2 separate regions of the Capsicum annuum genome follow, and region 1 is linked to region 2. The links are chromatin contacts, called in public Hi-C maps. All regions are on one chromosome and are shown on one strand. Each heading gives the region's core, a stretch centred on a gene start, on an enhancer-like site or on the middle of the called end of the contact. The rest is flanking DNA. Distances are from core to core; before and after follow the strand shown. Region 1 has its middle 50 kb from the start of LOC107841110. Region 2 holds the start of LOC107841108 (potassium channel AKT1).

Region 1 (3,050 bases), core at 190-2,689, 57 kb before region 2:
AACTGAAAAGATAAATAATCAAATCGAAACCCAAAGTCTATAAAATCGACAAAATATTTGTTTTATTTGGGGCAATGTAAATAGCAAAACGTAAAGAAAAAATTAACTGATTTCCAACTGAATTCGTAAAAATTAGGTTCTTCGTTAATGTTTCAATGAAATTTTCCTTCAAAAATTTCTTACTAACAAGCCAAATTCTAGTGGAACACCCATAAAAATTATCCTTTTTGAGTAGTAGCTTTAACATTAAAAGTGACATGACACCCACAACCTCGAAATCCTAGATCCGCCTCTAATTTTCTCTCCTTTGTAAAAGGTACGCTCAAATATCGATATCTTCAATTCAACTTCACAAATTTTAATAAAGTAAAAAAAAAATGATTTCTATGGCGAAATGTCTACTAATAAAAAAATGTGCTAGATATTTTAGCATTCTAGACTAGTGGAAAAGTAAAAGTCAATAAACCCTAGTTAATAGTTATCCAAATCACAAAAATCAATGACAAATTCAAAATTTAACTGGACCATGAAGATAATTAGGCCCAGTAACTGAAGTACAAAATTGTCATCAATCTTGTGGTCCAAGTATTAATGAAAATGGTCCAAGCTATGGTGGTCCAAGTTTAATTAGAATTCATCATTAACCTTTTACTTGTGGAAAATTTGGTTAATTTGTTGAGTTTAAGTTATATATATAGTCAATAGAGATGTTAAATGGTTGAATTAGACTGAATTTGGGCATGTTAAAATATGCTATGTTAACGAGTCAGCCAAAATACTTGGATCTAAACAGCTTGAGTTGAAACAATCTAAACATCGAATTATAATCCAACTCGTTCAATTCATACTAAATTTTAAATTCTTTCTTTATGGTTTTGTAATTTGTTGAGCACCGAATGAGGTTTTTTCTTATATTATGACTATATATAACATTTCAAAAAATTTCAGTACGTATTCTTTAAAAGTCAAACTTGAAATATATTGCTTATCTGTGCTTTATAAATAGAATAGCAACAATATCTTTTTTTTAAATATTTGGACAAAATTTTCATGGTGCAATCTGAGTCGCATACAAACCCGATTTAAAAATGATTTGAATTAATAAAATAATCAAGTATTAACTAGCTCAAACCTAAATTGATTGAATGAGGCTTGATTTCATGGGTTATTTTTGTCACCCCTAAATCATCAGTATAAAAAATCCTATAGTGTAAGCCATTTTTATCTGTTATTGTAGTTATCGATTTATCTTATTGTCAGATTACAAATTTTACATTTTAAATAATGTGTATAACTTAAATTCTTGTCTGATTATTCTAGTTTCTAGGAAAGTTTTGCATTAAAAACTCAAAATTGATTGTCCCATTGTAATGGGCCATAATCTAGTTTGTCACTGACTTCTGCAAATTGGGTAGGCCTGGGCCTAACTATCTTGAGAGTGGGTAAAAACTTATCCGCATCAAGCAGAGGTCGATGTAGGTTTCAAACGTAACGAGAGCACCGTTAACTCTAGTACACAAACTCACGAAAGAATGTTTCCACGAGGTTCGAACTTAGCCACCAATTCACATAAAGAACCAAAGAGGCATAACAATCAACTGTCCTGATCAAATTGATATGATTGAAAGGTTCTGTCAAAATATACAACAGTTCTTAAAAATATATATACAATTCAAATAATCGAATGATTTAGACCCGTAATTATCCCAAATCCCCTCTTGGGGATATCAATGTTATCTAGATATATCAAGTTGTTTGGGACTTTGGGCCACTTCTTAAAGAATCAATGTGGACCCTAAATGTCTAAACAACATCCTTCATTGATTCTTGGAAGAAATTCTAATTTGACCACAATCTATTCATAGAAATCACATCATTCAACTAGTATTGCCCTTTCCCCCTTTTCAAAATATTGTGCTTCGGTTTCGAGTAATAATAAAGTTATTTTCCTATGATCTATAGGCTATGGACTTAAGTCATGAAATCAGCTATGAGCATTTACGTTAGGTTAGTTAGACTACCTATGTTACAACTCTTTAAAATGTAATTTTTCTTTGAATCCTACATAAATACGATATATTTTGTGAAACGGACTACTTTTGTGAGTTGGTTTCTTTGACTGTTAATACCATAATCATAACTTTTTTTACAATAGGTGTTACAATATGTGAAAGTAAACATAAATTAGTACTAGTTAATATAGCACCATGAGTGGTTTGGTGAGTCCTATACTTACCATCTACGTTAGACATCTCTATAATAATTTTTATATAATAGCATCTTATTATAAAAGTTGATTTTTTTCTCGCAATCGACTTTTTATGCTATATTTTATCTATTTATAACAACTTTCCACCTATAACTATAATAATCACTTTATAATAGTATGCTATTTGTGAAGTGAGACATTTAAAAAGAGAGAAAAGGATAGCCCTACAATATTTTTATAATTAAAATTCTTAAACATCTTTTTAAATTGTGTACGAAAATCTTTAAATAAAGCTAATATTAATAAAAAGTAATAATACAAAAAGTAGAATTTTTGAAATGCACATGTCAACCACACTGCCTCTATTTAAGAATGTTTACCACTTTTGAGTTTGTAGGTGCTTCATTAGCCTTGGGAAAAGGAATATATAGGAGATGGATCTTGTTGTTTGTTTTTTTTTTAAGAAAAAAAGAAATTATAGAAAAAAAAAAAAAGTGAAGAATGATTATACTTTTTGGGAAGTGATTGGTGGTGATTAAAATTGTCCAACTTTTCTAGGAAAAGTAAGTGTAATTAATTGATAGTGCTCATGAATTTAAAGACAAATTGTTCCCTAAACACATTGATTAGTAGCTAAGGGATTTATAGAGGTAGAGCAATTGTTTTTGAAAGACTTTCCGTTCCGTTCAGGTAATGCATATTAAAGCTAGAAAAAAAGAGAAAAATGCAGCACCAAATAGAACATAGTAAATCACAAGAAAAGCATTACATAACATTCAGAGAGAAAGAGTAGTGACAACAACCACCAAATAACGAGATGATCGAAGTACATAAATAATGG
Region 2 (3,014 bases), core at 493-2,992:
GTGTTCAAATAGAATAAATGTGATCCTAAGGAAGGGAAAATTATACTTTATTGGGGAAGAGGTGGGACTTGAACCGAAGGAGATTGATGATCAATCTCAAGATGGAGAGAAGGTAGAACCCGAAGAGCCAAAGGAGGGGGATGAGAAAGATTTTTGCCCGTGTGAAGGTGAGATTGTAGTGCCTATGTATATGGCAATGAAAGTCATACTTAGTGAGGGTATAGAAGAAGAAGCCGAGAGTGAGAAGGATGAAGAAGGAGAGAAGTCGAGAGTTAGGATTGTGGGATTTGCCCACAAGGACTCTTTGTTGATTACTAACCGAGATACTAGCACTTTGCCTAGTATCAAATCTTCTTATGTGCAGGTTGTAGAACATATAAATCCAAGGAGCATGCTTGATGATATCATGGGACGCTTGGTTGAACATCCTAACCTTAGGAAGAGCAATGAAGAGATGATGAAAAGAGAAGAGCTTGCCAGTGATGATTGCTTGAGTTTGAGGGCAAATTCCTCTCAAGATAGAGAGGATGATACAAGTGCGACTATGAAGATCAATGTGTGTACAAGTGCAGCAAAGTATCATCCTAGGAAGTTCAATGTTGAGATGTGAGAAGGATCAAAGACACACCAAAGCCGCCCTATTTGCTTATTTATTACACTAGAGAGACGCCTCTTTTTCATCAAGGGTCTTTTGGTCATTTCATCTTTTATGTAATAAGGAGACTATATATAGTTTAGTATTAGGGATTTTTATGACTTAGTTGATTATTATTGTAAATCTTGAAATTTGAAATACCAAAGTCCTTTCTCTACTAGAGGCAAACCGAAACTTGTAACTAGGATAGCAATTCAAGGGCCGAATCTCTTGTTATTGTTTGTTTTTGAGAAACCTTGGCGATTGAGTGGTGGAATCCTCTCTTGTGTCATCGTAAGATTTAGGTGATCGTGTGTGGAGGTGTTAGGGGTCTTAGAGTTTTATGTACTCTTTGGTTACTAGGATTTACACCACCTTTGTCTAACTATCTATCCCTTTACTTTTGTTTTCATTTTATAGTAGTTGTGTCTTGTCTTCTTGTAATAGTTGGTTGGTGTTATTGTAAGCTTATTGTCCATCACATTAATGTAGTGTTGTTGCTGTTTTGGTGTGGTTATACACGTTATTATCTCTCCATTGTTGAAGCATTCTCAAATTTTCTTTTCATTCTTGTGTTGTCATTCTTGGCCGAGACTTGGTTCCTTGGGCTCTCGGTTTGTGGTGTGTTTTGTGACATTTTTGGGGGCTGTTTTGTGTCTTCTTGGGGTTATAAGGTATCAGTATGTTTAATAGAAACCCTATTTAGTATTCCTTTTGTTGCTTTTGACGAATATATTACCAAGATCTAAGAGATTCTTCGAAATTGGCTAATATTATTGTCTATTGAGTAGGTTAGACATATTGTATTATATATATATATATATATATATATTTGATATTCGGTAAATGCCGAATACTAAATGGTATTAATATCATTTACCAAATCCAATCCCGAATATCAAAATATTAAAATTTTACTCCCAAATACCATATCAAATACTGAATTATCAAATACCAATTATTAAACTTTTTGATTCAATGTAGTAATATGATTTTTGATATTTTATGTCCAGCCTTAGATACGATACGTGGGCGGGGGGAGGGGGGGCGGAGTTAGGGGACCCAAAAAAACCTTTAAAAGTTCCCCTCTTTTTCCTCTTTCACATCAGTCAAAATAAATACATAAAATCACCAACAACATGTGTTAAGATTCACGAGAATTATAATACGGTAGGTGTCTCCTAGTAAAAAAGATCCCTTTTCCCTCTATAAATAACTTACCTTTTTTATACACCACCTATGATTATTTTTTCTTGATATTCTCCATCTCTTTCTATATATGTATATATATTGATCAAAAGTTCATAAAACAAGAAGACCAAATTTTTTTTTTTTTAAAAAAAATAATTATAACTATGGGTGATAATAGAGGACTTGGTGTTTTAGGAGTTTCAATGTGTGGTGCAGCACAAGAAATTGAACAATTATCAAGAGAAAGTAGTCATTATAGTCTTTCTACTGGGATTTTACCATCACTTGGTGCTAGAAGTAATAGAAGAGTTAAGTTGAAAAGATTTATTGTATCACCATATGATCGTCAATACAGGTTATTTATTCTTCTTCTTCTTTTTTTTTTTTTTTTTGATTTGTTTGTTTGATTATTTTCGTATTCGGGATTTACTGGCTCGACCAGTTCAGATTCGTCTGTGGTGTAAGAGGGTTTAAGGTTCATAGTTCTCTTCTTCTTTCTTCTACCGTTTTGGTCCGGCTAATTCAGATTTGTATGGTGTAAGACGGTCAAGGAGTCAGGGTTCTCTTCTTCTTTGTTCTATCGTTCTGGTTTGAATTCGACTAATTCAGATTTTATATGGTATAAGAAGGTCAAGGGTGATAGTGCTCTTCTTCTTTCTTCTGTCATTCTGGTTCGACTAATTCAGAGTCATATGGAGTAAGAAGGGGTGATAGTTCTCTTCTTCTTTCTTCTATCATTCTGGTTCGATTAATTCGTATGATGCAAGGTCAAGGGGTCATAGTTATCTTCTATTATTTTAGTTTGATTAATTTTGATTCGTGCGTTTTAAGAAGGTCAAGAGGCATGATTCTTTATTCTTGTACTTTCTTCTGTCATTCTAACTCGATAATTCAGAGTCATGTTGTATAAGACGTTAAGGGGAAAACTTCTTACTCTTTTTTATCTTTCTTTTTAGTTTAGTCATCAACTCGATTAATTTAAATTTATGTTATATAAAGACAGTAAAGGAGGAAGCTTCTTTGTTTCATCTATCATTCTTTTTGGTTTAATTATTTGATCTTTTTAACTCGACTAATTCAAGTTTGTGCTGGTTTTAAGAGGCAAACTTTTTTATTCTTAGTGCACCATTCTTTTTAGTTTAGTCATTTTTAGAGTTTTTTTTGACTCGATTAATTTAAATTCGTATCA

Evidence for each region. A called contact is a pair of places that touch in the nucleus more often than the background predicts.
Region 1: a Hi-C map of leaf shows a contact between it and region 2, with 4 times the contacts expected there. The contact joins the enhancer-like site here to the promoter of LOC107841108 in region 2. A contact is called at or near these places in 5 of 5 Hi-C or Micro-C datasets (bud, leaf, pericarp and 1 more).

The regions. Positions count from the first base shown.
Region 1 is chr9:212,206,845-212,209,894 of UCD10Xv1.1, reverse strand. No RefSeq gene overlaps it. Among protein-coding and RNA genes, the nearest start is that of LOC107841110, 50 kb to the left of the region's middle. Within about 2 kb of position 1,439, at least 2 of the 5 cell types and tissues checked have an H3K27ac peak or open chromatin away from gene starts, as enhancers often do. A contact at or near this core is called in leaf and pericarp, where this site is marked.
Region 2 is chr9:212,150,664-212,153,677 of UCD10Xv1.1, reverse strand. LOC107841108 (potassium channel AKT1) reads left to right here and starts at 1,742. Exons shown (of 11, transcript XM_047396517.1): 1 at 1,742-2,180. The coding sequence starts at 1,990.